2 separate regions of the Anser cygnoides genome follow, and region 1 is linked to region 2. Evidence: chromatin contacts called from public Hi-C data. All regions are on one chromosome and are shown on one strand. The core of a region is the stretch at or near the end of the contact, and the rest is flanking DNA. Distances in the headings are between cores, read along the strand shown.

The links. Hi-C and Micro-C count contacts between places; a contact is called where the count stands out from the background.
Region 1: a contact with region 2 is called in a Hi-C map of liver, with 2.9 times the contacts expected there. The contact joins the enhancer-like site here to the promoter of APOB in region 2. A contact is called at or near these places in 3 of 7 Hi-C or Micro-C datasets (all in liver).

The regions. Positions count from the first base shown.
Region 1 is chr3:113,480,777-113,488,317 of Taihu_goose_T2T_genome, forward strand. No RefSeq gene overlaps it. Among named protein-coding and RNA genes, the nearest start is that of TDRD15, 11 kb to the right of the region's middle. Within about 2 kb of position 4,320, at least 2 of the 3 cell types and tissues checked have open chromatin away from gene starts, as enhancers often do. A contact at or near this core is called in liver, where this site is marked.
Region 2 is chr3:113,445,851-113,452,833 of Taihu_goose_T2T_genome, forward strand. APOB (apolipoprotein B) reads right to left here and starts at 4,555. Exons shown (of 29, transcript XM_013194833.3): 1 at 4,404-4,555; 2 at 2,736-2,774; 3 at 1-35. The coding sequence starts at 4,461.

The DNA.
Region 1 (7,541 bases), core at 3,070-5,569, 35 kb after region 2:
CTTTTCTTCATTTTCTAATTTCTCAGTTACAGCCATTGCTGTCACTTTTCATTTTTTTGATTACTAGCTCCCACTGTATTTGTTCCTGTTGTATTTTCAATCCTGTGTGACTGTCTGCATTGCGGTTTTCCAGGACCTAGTATGCTATGAAAATATACTGCTAACGCTCTCTTATGTACATTTAAAAGTAATTGGCTCATGATTGTTCTCTAATTTTAAGATGTTACTGGAAAAATGATGTCTCCGTTGCTTTGTTCACATTGAAATCTCCATAAAAGTGCAGCTTGCTTTCCTCTTAGTCCAAAATAGGGTTATTCTTTTAAACTCCACTGACAGTAGAAGTTCTGTTTAAGACAGCTACAGTCATTGCCATGCTTAGATGAATAGAGCTTAGTGTGAGGAGAATGGGCTATAACAGTCTTATGTGACTATCTGGCCTGCTTCTAGTGCCTCCACTTCTCTCAGGCCTCACAGAAGTAGCAGGCTGGATGTGCCCACAGTAGCTGCTAGCTTTCATGTGCTGTTTATTGGAGGTGGATGAAGTCCTCTTTCCAGTTATGTGACAGGCATGTAGGTAGTCTAATGATTGGTGAGGTATTAAGAAACTGAAGGCAAGGAACAGAAATGCTGTCATCAATTCATGCAGACTGCTTCCTGTTTTCACCCAAATTTTAATTTGATCAGATGGAAGCCTTCTACTTCCAGTCACTATCTAAGTTACTTTGCTGGTATAGGCAAGAGTAGCCTATGGGCAATGAATATATGCCTGTACTATACAGTCAACATGCAATGCACTTCATCACAAAAATCTGCTGTTTCTGAGAAGCACTCCGAAACTTGCTAGATGTTTTTTGTGTTTGCAGTACCTCTGATCCTGAAATTGATTCATAGGATAGACTACGGGGATGAGGACTACCCACAGATGTAAAGACAAGGTTTTGATATTAATGTAATTTTTTTTCAATGTAACATCTATGTTTTTTAGCTCTGTGATACATAATTGTGACAAAACAGAAATATTTTATTGTAATGAATAGACATTATTTACCAGTCTGAGACCTAGACCAGTTGTCTTGGTAAACAGAGAACAAAAAGCCAACTGAAATGTATGATAAAAGATAGTATCTGTATCTCTGACACAGAAAAAGAAAAATGTAAATTAGTAGTTACTACAGCCAAGCAAGGCAACGAGTGTAATTAACTCCATCACTGATTACATTGCAATGTTCTATGAGGAATGGTAACATAGCAATTTTGAATACTGCTGTGAAAGAAATCCAGGATTTGCAATACGTAACAAAAAGTAAGATATTATGATCCAATTAATACTAAGTTCTGAGCACCTTTAGGAGTGATGAAGAATACGTATGCAGTGCATTCCTCATCTGCACTCACTTCATAGAATTAGGATGAGGAATACTATTAAAAATGTCTATATGGACACAACAGACCATACTTACTCCTTTATATATTTTATCATTTAAGTGTTAAGAGGGTGGTGTCTTCCTTAAGAAAATGCTTATTTACAGAAATGTGTGATTCTGTTCCCAGCTCTCTTTTACATTTGAGCTTGTGCTTATGACTAGCTATTATGCACATAATTATTCATGTCTTTAGGAACTGATGGAGATAAAATGACAAAAAAAAAAAAAGATATGAGTTAGCTCAAATAGTTACAGTTTATGCACTTACCAAATTCAAGGTACAGTCTCCCAATTTTTAAAGTGCTGTTTTGCAGCTTGAATGATCTGTTTATTCTGCTATATCATTTGATTAGTTATACATTTTATCTTCAATGATTCACTCCCTGAAATAAGCATGACTGACTTTATTGATTCCAAGGGAAGGTTCATGTGAGAACAGTCACATAGACTAGCATAATTACACCTTAGCCTATATTTCTGCAGACCTGTTTGTGAAGCTTGTTTGCAAAATGTATATGATTTTTTTTTCTCTTGAAAATTATCAAATCATCCTTACATTTCAGGCTTGTCTGCAAGGATCCTTTTCTCAAGTCACTGTTTTATCAGGTGTTAAATTAGTCTTGAAATTTGGCCTCAATCCATCTGGACAAACAGACTTAATTAGCACATATTTATGTTTCACCATCTCCTAAGAGGGAAAATAAAATAATTAGGTAAATATACATTTCAAATGCAGCTAGGAATTTCTTTTATAGTGAATCTTTCCTACAGCAGGCATACTTAAGATATGCTAATTATCAAGTTTCTAAATTTTGAAGCAGCTGGAAATAAAAAGGTAGAGTAGGATTTTCTTGTTGCAAGTAGTTTGATAGAAAATGACAGTCACCACTTTACATGATAACAAGTATCACTAGTGGCTAAAAGATTTTTTCCTATCCAGGTGGAAAAAAAAAAGCTTTCAAGACAAAATTTTAACTCAGTTCGTACAGGTGGATGTGTGCTGACCTGATCTTTGAGAACCATTGGTATCCCAGCACTGTGTCTGAGCCCTGCTCCTCACTTAGCACTTGATTTGGGTGTCAGGCTTTCTGATTCAACTCCAAAGTATAACTAGAGGTTTTTAATATATATTAAAAGCTATAATTGAAAATAATTTTATCAGAACTGGGCTGTCTACACACTTGTGCTTTCAAAGGCATCTATGGGAACACTCTTACTCTAAGGCACATAACGTGGCAATTAAATTTGATGTGGCAGCACTAAAGAGAAAAATTGTTAGTCTGCTTGAAAAGAACTATGAAAAGATGGGGACATGGTACCAGGAAGACAGTTCAGCATTTAAAATGCAAACTAGAAAGGCTTTGTCTAAGAGAAATCTAGGAAGTCTACAGAGCCTCAAAAAACATTAAGCTGTGAAGTTTGATGTAGCTTCAAAATCTGTACCAGTGCATTATGTACATTTTCAGTGCGGAAATTTCCTGGTCTCACTCACCTCTATCAAAGCTAAGGACAAAGGCAGATCAGGTCAGAGTTCTGAATCAGTCTCATAGCTAAGGTGACAGAAACATATCAATTACTCTTCTTAGAAAATACAAAACTGGAACAAAAATTCTACTAAGGTTGTTTTTTCCTTCATTTAGCACAAAATCTACCCAGTCTCTCAAAGCTCTTGGCATAATTCTGGATTGTAAATAAAATAATTACTTTTTCATACTTTTGTCTGATTTTCTATTTTTGTTTTAATTGCTCCAAAATATGTATTTGTGTTTTCTACAGAAAATGCCAAAAATATTAATTTGAGAAAAATATGAACCTTCAATGTTTTCACGGAAAACCTTTGGGTCCAATTATTATGTTTTACCCATTCATGACTCATTCTGTATTACCCATTCTATAACTCAGAGAACCCAGTACATAATTTGACTTTCAGTCCAGTTATTTTGTGGGAAGGTACAGCAGCTTTTCTCTCATGTATGCTGACACTGCAACTGAAGGTATGACTGCAGTGGAGAATGGTTTAAGCAAGCACCAAATACACTATTTGGAGACTGTGGGTGTCAGAGCAGGCTAGCAACTGAAGTACATGCCTAAGGTCCCCAACGTGATTGCACAATCCACGATGAAGTCTGTGCAATTCTATCCTTCCTACTGTTTACCCATGTTATCACGTTTAAAGCTACTATATTTACAGATTTGCTTCTATTCAATACACATTTACATTCTGATTTTTATTTTGCTGGATACGTACTTCCATTGGCATACAGTTCTCAAATGATTTCATATTTTGTCAATTACTTAGTCAAGCCTTAAAGTGCAAAAATATATTTTATTTACTTCAAAAGATTCCTGATAAGACTTTTTAGAGGTATTGCATGTTGTGTAATTCTTTGGGGGGGAAAAATGATAAGAATTATTCAAGGCAAACACTTTAGGGCTCAGATCAACTGATAATGCTCAACTGCAGACCACACTGACCCGTTCAACTGAAAGATCATCCTGACACAGAACACATGAAAGAAAATATTTTCCATGGACCACTATGACCATTTGCATGAATGTGACCTCAAGCTCCCCCTACCTTTCCCCATCCCCTGCATTATCCCATGTAACACAGAAAACTGCAGTGAACAACCTGTCAGCTAAGCTTCAAAGCAATTTTCTTCAGACACAAGGGAAATTGGGGACCTACAAATATTGAGTCCAACTGCCCAACCACTTCAGGGCTAAAAAAAAAAAAAAAAAAGCATGTTACTGAGGGGATTATCCAAATGCCTCTTGAGCACTGACAGCCATGGGGCACCAAACACCTCTCCAGCAAGCTTGTTCCAGTGTTTGATCACCCTCCCAGTAAAGACATTTTTCCTATGTCCAGCCTGAACCTCCCTGGCAGAACTTTGTGCCGTTCCCTCATCAGCAGCTACCAAGGAGCAGAGACCTGCACTTCCCTCTCCACCTCCCCACCTTGGGAAGCTGCAGAGAGCAATGAGGTCACCTCTCAGCCTCCTTTTCTCCAAACCACACAACCCAAGTGTGCTTGGCCTCTCCTCATAGGACGTGCATTCCAGCTCTCATACCAGCATTGTTGCCCTCCTCTGGCCACTTTCAAGTACCTTAACAGCTCCTTTAAACTGTAGAGAACAGAACTGCACCCAATATTCAAAGTGAGGTCTCACCAGTGCTAAATACAGTGGGAGAATCACCTCATTTGACCAGCTGGCCACGCTGTGGTTTAGTGCACCCCAAAATGTGGTTTGCCCACTTGGCTGCCCTTCTTTTACATTAGTCAGGGCAGTGACAGTGCAGTTTGCCAACGAAATACCTAGAAAAGTCACTGTGTACCTTTTCGTGTGGGAATGAAATTATGTCCTTAGATATCTGCACAGAGAGTCTACTTCTGTGCACCAAGCGTGCCAAGCAGGACCTGGGATTATTCTCTGCCCTTGCACCCAATTGCTGTAATTCAGTTGCACCCTCATTACTGAAACTTCTTCAGTCTCTAAACCAGGCTGACATCCATCCAAATCTGTTGCAAAACAGTCCCAAGCTGAATCTATGATCATGCCTAGGACTTTTTTGAAAGAGTGTTTGTTGACTCATGACAAAGGACTACTCCACACATAAGAATCATCATAAAATAGTCAGACCTGTGATATAAAATTTGGACCATTCCAAATTTAACAAGTTTAATCATTTAATGAGTTTAATCATTTAATGACAGATGAATCTGTCACTGATTTCCATTAGGGTATTTTTTTCTCTTTCTACTGAAAACAACATGTACACATTTCAGAAAATATTATCTAAATTTAACCTTGAGATAACATCTTAATATTTCAAACATAACACAGGTAATGAAGCATCCCAAAAGATGTTTAGATGTAGAGCTTAGTGATATGGTTTAGTGGAGGACTTGTTAGTGTTAAGTTGGACTCAGTATCTTGGAGGTCTCTTCCAACCTAGATGATTCTGTGATTCTTGCTTCTAACTGTCAAAGCTCCATCCACGGAATGGATAGAACCATGTAGTGGCCTTGCTACATTATGTATGTCAAGGTATGATCGTGGATTACATCAAATGCAAGTACAAGCACTCTAGTGATATAGATGTTTAGCAGTACGTGGGAATTAAAAATTAATTTTGTGCACATATGGGCTGGACATGAGCTGTGCACAACTTCCCCTTGGAAATGTGGTCATTTTGAAGATGACTGGCTCTCTCTGTATTTGGAACCCATTCTTAACGTAGACGTGAAACACTTCGTTAACGATATCCAGTAGTGCCTTATGATTTCTTAATAAGGTAACAGGGAACGTTCTAAACTAAGAAATCGATATAGAAAAAAAGTACTATTATAAGAATTTATATGGAAATCCACGGGGTAGTACTGGAACCATGTTTATTCAGCCTTTTTAGCCACTGTTTTAGATGTTGCTGTTTTGAAACCAAGGTACAATGCCCTGGTAAACCTCAGAGCACATTTGTGAAGAGCATAATGGGACCAGGTTTTGCACTGAGGCTGTTGAGCTGGTACTAAAAACCTAGTATGTACATGGACTGAATGTGTTTTACATGGCTTAGATTGCATGTAAAAGTAAAGTATATGAAGCAGAAATCTCCACCTGCCCAGAAATACCACTTTACATGACAGAGATGGGAAAACTTAAGAGTAGACTGAATGCTGGGAAAAGAGCTTAGCACAAAGTCTGGACTGGGAGGTGCGACTTACATAATTTCCTGAATGTGGCCAAACTCTGGGTCAAGAGTGAGTGAATTTCACTTAAAAAAATCATGCTACTGAGTACGTTCTATCTTTCAATAACGTTACTGTCATCTTTCGAGTCTTGATCCTATATTCAAATTCACAGCTGAAAAATTCAATGAGATCCATCCATCTGTGCAAGTCTGACTGTGCAATCAGACCTTGAAGTGTTAACTTCATATATATTGTTTGTGCTTCAGGGGACAAGAGACTCAAAATGAATCTGTAACAAAAACAATGAAAAGCCAATCAGATACAAAAAAAAAAAAAAAAAAAAAAGAATATATTTTACTTTCCACACAGTATTAGTAACACATGTAATACTTTTTTTTTTTTTTTTTTTTTTTTTTTGTTCCTTAAATATATGGAGTGAAATCCTGGCCCCAGTGAAGTCAATGGGACTTTTGCCATTGACTTCAACAAGGACAAAATTTTCCTCCGGTGCTGGTGTGATTTTCAGCCTGTCTTTGCCCCTTTAATACTTGTGATGACAAAATCCTGTAGTTGAATTCCAAGGATGGATCAGCACCCTGCAGCAATTAAAACTGCTGTAGTATATCATGCTTTTCCAGTATTATCTGAAAGACCCATCATGTAGAAATACATTTTGCTTTATGCTGTATAACTAAAATTTACCAGAGAATAATTAAAGAACAAAAAATGTTTTAAGATGTTGTAACTTAAAATCTATGTCTAAACTAACCTCAGTGGGTAAAATAATGTATGCAGACATCTCAGAGAACAGTACGCTTCCTGCACCTATCCAAAGGTAAGATTTGGCCACTCACTAAAACAGAACTGGTATTAAAGGCCACACACATACATATGAACATCCAAGAGTACTGGTATGAGAGAACAGGTTGTGCTGAAAATATGAAAAGGAAGCAAATGTTGTAATGACCACTGCCATTGTTTGCACTTTGACTTCAAATTTCATGCAAATGACTGATGACAAATGCCAGAAAACACCTTTAGGGAATTCATTCTGTTTGTAAACAGAGACAAGATGGAAAATATTTAACAAGATGGATATAATGATTAACGTCGAAGTCTAACACTGCAAGGCCTTTAAGAAAAAAGAACAAACATGGAACTAGCTTAAAACCATAGACCTCGGCTTCAAAAAGATGCTGAGCGCTGCTACAGCAGGAATTAGAGATGACCAACATGCCTGAATAAAAGGGTCTTTTACAGATTATAGACCTGAACCTGAGATGAATAAATTTAAATAATCAAAGCCTTTTCCTTTACTTTTTTTTCTTTTTTCTTTTTTTCATGTTTTAATGAAAAGTGTGCGCAAATATTCCAGGTAAAACTGCCATCCTTAAACTTTATGCATCCAGTGGATACCTTCATAG
Region 2 (6,983 bases), core at 3,305-5,804:
ATATTTCCTGAGGTGTTTAAATCTGGTTGCATCTTCTGCAATTAGGAAAACAAGAGAGCTTTTATCACTTAGTAGGATTGTGCATATTGAGATCCTTACAATACATACTTAATGTCGTGTAACTAAAATGAATGCCCCTCATAAAGGAAGCATAAGTGCCCCACTACTCTCTTTTATACTTGCTATAGGGGAGTTTTTAGACAGAGAAGTAATGCCTTCATGTCAGCTGGATATTTTCTAAAGTAGCTATAGCTCAGACAAAAATTTTTGGAGGAAGCATAAGTTTCTGGGTCCAATGCTGTATAGAATGAGAACTGACAATATGACCCCACCTGGCCTTAGAATCACACCTAATTGAGTTAATGACAGAACCAGCAGAAAAGTTAAGATGTGGAACCATTTTAAGAATGACCCCATTACTTTAAAAATACACTAATCAAATGGCAGTTTTAAAATTCTTAATAAAATGAATAAAATCACCTAAGACTTTTGCCTAATAATTCAAAGATGCAAGAAACTCTACCTAAATCACATGGGAAAGACTGAAAGCAAATAAACACAGAAAGGGATAGAATGTTAAAACTAGCTTTCTCCATTACCATTTTACCATTTCATCTGAATTTACAGAATATCTTCCTGAAATGTGATATACTGTAATGAATTTGCTTAGTAGATCAATGATTTTCACTACAGTAGACTTTTTAATGGTGTTAACTTTTTGCTATATAAAATTTGCTATATAAAGACCATCCACTGCAAGACAAAACCACTCAGTTTTTGAGCGAGGGTGAGGCAGGAGGAAGGATTAGTGGAGGTGTTTCTATTTTATATCAAAGGAAGCCATAAAACATAATGGTCTTCCTCAAAGGGATGAATATCACCAGTATTTAATGCGTTGCTGTTGTTTTCAGAGGCAATTTGTCTGTAATTTTAAATCCTACAAGCAAAAATGAACATCATAACAGAGACATAAAGAAAGAATATTTTGGCTCAGTGTCAAATACAGAGCTATAAGATATTCTTTTTGTGTCTGGAATGTATAATGTAGGCCAAATAATATCCTCAGGTACAATGCACTCCCATTATATTTACAGGCATCATTTTAAACTAAACATATGATCAGGTATTTTCAGTGACTGTATTAAAGCAGTTTAGCTGTATCTGAACCTGAAATTACTGTTCCCTCTGTTCGGACTGAGCAGCTCACTGCGACTGTGACATTATAGTGATGCTGAGTGAAACTCATTTTCCTAAATATCTACTATGTAGTTATTTGTGACTGTCTGAACATATCTGATCTACTTTTGCAGAAGAAAAAGGTACAGTCATCTTGCTATAAACCCAAATGCCCACCATCATATCTGTATGATTTTGCTTGCCTACACCTGCCATCAATGTAGGTGTACTCTTCCTCTTTTATAAAATATTTATCATGTCACAGGGCAAATGAAATGGCATCTTGTCATATATACCACAGAATTGCATACTTAGGGAGGAGAATGGAACATTACTACGGATATTGTATTTCCTCACTGGACTATAATTTTTATAAGCTTTAACTATTTTAATAGTGTTTTAACTGAGATTACTTTTAGGAAATTGCTCGACTTATAATATAATTGCTCGATTATAATATAATTAATACTTGCTACCATATAGTCATCAGCATTACTGACAAACATTTGACAAATTACTTAAGTCATCTAATTAACCTTAAATTTAACTGCAGTAAAAAAAATCACCACTATCCCCGTTACTTTTTACTGTCCTGGACTTTATCACTGCTTAGCTGTACATTCTCAGAAATGTTTGCAATACCAATATCTGCTAGGCTAAAGCCAAAAGGCTAATTATTGCTTCATTTTCTGCTTTTGCACAGGAATAGATGGAAAAGGAATACGGAAATGATAAGATTAGAAATGCAAATACCAATGAATTTATTATATCAAAAATACACAAGAAATTGGCAGTGAAGCCCAGAAAAGAATTTGAATTTCTTTCAGGCAGCTGAAATAGCCTCAGTTGCCTGGCGGTGGTGCTAAAGTATCCAACAACTGAAAAAAAAAGCCTGAAGACCAAAAGGGACAACAGACAAAACAACTTATTTGGTACTTTGACCCTGTGGTGGAACATTATGTGTCTAACCAAGCAGTCAGGGCCAGTCAGAGTTCATTATAGAGATAGGGCATAAAGTCAGCATTTCCTGAGTCTTGACTTGTTTTAAGGAATTGCTGTCCTTGCTGACAGAGTTGATGATTTATTCTGCAGTTATTTAGTTAGAGATCCAAGTGCAATTCTGTGGGTTTAGCAGCCACTGTGAAGAGTACATCAGAAGTGAGATTCAGCTCATGGTAAAGTGTAATGTGCATAACGTCACTAGTAAAGCTTCACATCTGATAAACAGGGATTTCCAGATTAAGGAATTTACACCTGAGAATTAAGAAATTAACAAAACAATGAAAAAAAAAGCTTCTTAAAGGGAGCTTTTTAAAAAGTTTAGAAACACTATCTCATCTCTTCTGATTTTACTAAAACTTTTGATATTCTTATGGTTAAGCCTTATGGATAATTAAATACTTGAAATAAATGACAGTTAAGACTTCAGAATATTGCCATCACTTTTGTTACACTTATTTCTGAGGCAGAAATGTGTGGAATAGGAAAAAGCTTTGAATATTGTATTTAGTTAATATAGCAACATGAGACAACAAAAGCAGATGCAAGAAATCAGTTACTTGAACATCCGGGATTTCCATTTTCAGGTGTTTCTTCTTCTGTAAAGAATAAAAACAAGAATTAAAAGTTGCACAGGCGGTTTATAGTCATAAAGCAAGGACTATGTATATATAAAAGGAAATACTACATTTTCACTGTAAGACCTGTCTAATTAATACCAACTTTTGATGTTTTCACTGAATTAAATTACTTTGTTTTACAAGGAGATGGATCAGCTTCTAGGTTGGCAAGTATTTTTAATGGTTCTGTATTACATGAAGAAGTTTAAACAATAGGCATAAAATTCAGAGGTAGACAGATGAAATACACCTTGTAACATAGTTTGCTTGCTTTAAATGTTTTGTCTGTTTGGAACACAGAAATACTGCATAATGAATGAATGGCTTTATTTCACATTTTGTACATTTGAAAAACGACAACTTTGATAAGTAATACTACAATTCTCTGCTATTAAACCTTTTTTTTCCAAGAATCTTTTTTTTGGTAGACAATGTAGGGCAATAAATAGGATTGAATTATATCGGTCAAGGTAAATATACTTGTTGATTATTTTGTTTAAACAATCAATATGCTTTCTCTGGCAACCAGTGTGAATATTCAGAGTTCACACTTTGGAGAAAAAGAACATGAATTGAAAACCTATTTAATTTAAGAATTGTTTGCTCCATTATGTCTTAGACACATCCCATTTGACTATTGTATATACAATAAAATACATCCTAGTAAGTTTGCTGCACTCATGTGGTGCTATGTCATTCCTTGGACATCACACATAAATGCCAACACTTTTCAGAATATTTCCTGCAGACTTTCCAGGATTCCATAATGGGAATTCCAAGGCTGACCACTCTATTGTAATATAGTAGCAACAGTAATAACACTAATATTAAGCATTAGAAAAAAGTGCATTGTTCAAAATTTTGTAACATCAGTCAGGAACAGAATGGTAGTCCTGCAAAGGTGTATTTATGCTGAATTGGATCTGCGTATAAATCCTGACAGTGGTTCAGAACTGCATAATTGGCCCCAGACTCATTTCCCTCCTTGAGGTTCCTGCAGTCATAACACTACAGTGTCATATTTTGAAAAGCCACTTCTTGGGAAGCAAAGAGAGAGCTCACAATACACTGCACCATATTGATCCAGAGTGTCTTTTCTGATTTTAGAAAGAAACCTCTGCTGGTCTACTGCTTTTATTACTACTACTGATGGCTGTGTCTCCTTAACACAAAATTGTGTTTCAAACCTAAGTGCTACCTGCCAAATACATTTTGCTTTATTGCTTCCATTTTTTTTTTCACGCACCCCAAACATGGTTCAGCAAAACCTGGGATAAGCCTGAACTGTAAGCTGCAGTAGTTCCATGGATGTGAACAAGGACCGCATTACAGAAAAACAATCAGGCCCAAATAAACTACTTGAATTCCTTATAAGTTGTAAAATACATTAAATCTGATCAAAAGGCACCAGAAAACATTTGTGTTTTTTCCTATGTTGGGATCCTCCTATAGTTGCCCAGTCCTCCAAACGGAAGAGATGGCCTCTTTAATCACACTTACCCTCTCTAATTCTATAAACCACTGTCTTGCTGATTTTTGCATTATCGTTGTTTTAACGAGTTCATAAATAAAGCAGCGAAAAGCGCTGCCATAAAAGGCGGTACTTACGTGTGAGAACACCACTGCTGAGCAGCAGCAAGAGCAGCAAGAGCTGCACAGGGCCCATGGCGAGCCCCGAACCCTCTTGCTGCTCTCTCTTTTCCTCTGCTTTTCTTTCCCTCCCCTCTTCACCTCTTCCCTACTGCCTCAGAGGGAGAGTGAGCCTTCTGACTTGGACCTTCACTTATATAGTCTGTAGCAAGCAGCTGAGGCAAACGGTTTAGAAAGCTCGGAGCAAATTGCCAAAGGTCCAAAGGTGAGAGATCTAGATCCTCACTGCGCTCCAAACACTGCACTGCTTTGGTTGCTGGGAGTCCCCAAAGGCAGAAGACTGAGCATATACTAGATATATGTTACTCTTCCACTGTTTTTTTTTTTTTCTTTAACAGAGTTTTGAAAACAAAAGCCCGCAGCTACAGCATCTCCCAATGTATTCAAATATATTTCCCGCATTTACATAGGAAAGCTTACAATGCATAAATTATAGCTGGAAGAAATGATCACTGCAGCATGCTTTCACCATAGATGTTGAAAGGCTTGAAGGTATGAGTATTTGAGAAGATGAGAGTATTGTGCAATTTAGACATCTTCCTTTTACAGGCAGAAGAATGAAAGGTTAAGGATTTTTACTTTGTTCTGCTAGAATTTGTCATATGCCTTTCTAAAAATAAAAAATAAAAATTAAATTTACTTGTAATATTCTGGCAAATCAGGTCATATTCATGTTGAAAGTGAGCTCTGTACAATTTCTTTGTCTCCTTAATTTAAATTCCATTTCATTTGCTAATTGTAGCAGAACTATGAAAATCAGACAACAAATACATCTGAATGAAGAAGAAAAGCCTACAAATATAAACTAAATTCAAATACAAACAAATAAAAAGCTGTTTATGAATATGTACATTGGTAAGAAGACTGGTTTTATGCCATGAGAAATCCCAGTAGTTTGAATGCTCTCTCTACTCATATCTATTGAAACTAATATAGGTGAGGGGGTTGCAATTAGTTGATCTTTAAGGTACCTTCCAACCCAAACCATTCTGTGATTCTAATTTCATTAAAAAAAAAAAAAAAAAAACTAAATATGGAAATAGTTGAGAACATTTTGTTCAGTAAATTTAATTTTCATATATCTGATCAAAATGAAATGTTTTGACTTTCCCAAATCAAAATATTTCCTCCTAGCTTGTTGAATCAAAAATTAAATTTTGGCTTAGCTAACTGGTAATTCCTTTTCCCTTGAAATGTTACTATGCATCATAGCAGTTATCTTTAAAGTCTCTTATTTCTCTGTATCTTTTCGCTCTTGGACTTCACGGTTAAGTTACCTTACCATTCCAGCATACACTACAACCACGTATCTCCTAGCATCAGTTCAACCAAACAGTAAGCATGGGGCATACTTTTCAATAAAGGAGATATCTTATAATTAGGATTCTGTCTGATCGTATTAATTGGAACATGCCATTTCTGAGAGATTTCTTGCAGAAATCTTCTTTGCTGAACTCATCAGTATTGGAAACATCATGAAAAGAAAGCATTTCTCAGGCTTTTCCATTTCTATTTCTGTCCTTGGTTCACACCAATCAGATACAATACAACAACCAACAGATTATTATTTTTACTTCCAAAAAGCAACATAGCTTTTTGTTTACTTTTGTGTCCACAGCTGCCTCAGTATGTTTGTAATACAAGTGATTTTACTTTGTAACATGATTCTACCAAAGAGACTGTAAAATAATATCGTATTTTTGTTCCTAGCATGTGATCCCTTTCTGCATTCAAATATCAAGAAATTTTCACTATTATTTAAAATCTGTTTATTTGTTCACTTTAGCACTGCAGATTAACAGAGCTTTGGATTGGCCAGTGTTCAGGATTCAGAGATTTGTTAGCTACTTCTATATTTTGCCTTTGTCTCCTCGCTGCCTTCAGGTGTTTCTCTGGGCCCAAGCAGAGGCAGGCTGATCGAATTAACATGACATTGCATGGACGTAAATAGATTACAGAAGTCATGACTCAGCCCATAAGCATGATAAGCATGTAGGTAACGTGGGTACACCATTCCTCCGGGACAAGTTTATATTGCTGTATTACCTAGTCAAGGGACAGCAGGTGTTTCTCATTGCTGGTACCACAAAATGTCACACACTACTTTTATCTGTTCCGTCACCAAGGAATCACGATTGGAAGATTCAATATACACACAGAGCTAGACAACATAAAGTTCTTATTTAACCATTTCTGTGAACCAGTGAGCTTTGACCTCAGAACAATTTATCTTCTGGATCAAACTGTTTCAAATGGTATTATCTCATTTTATTTTGCATGTTTCTCAATTACTTTTAGCCAAGTCACACTCTCTCCACTGAATTTCACTCTTGCAAACGAAACAAAGGCTTTGGAGATGGAAACGTTCTGAAGTCTGGTGATGGTATTGCAGCTCTGACGCCTTTGCATCTTTTGCATTCCATTTGACAAAGAGAGGCAGAGGGTATCAGTGCGGATTTGAAAGGATGACAGAAAATTGAACTTTACTCCCCAGTGTTCTACACTGGGAGTAGCTCCAAACTTTGGTTTATGTTGTAT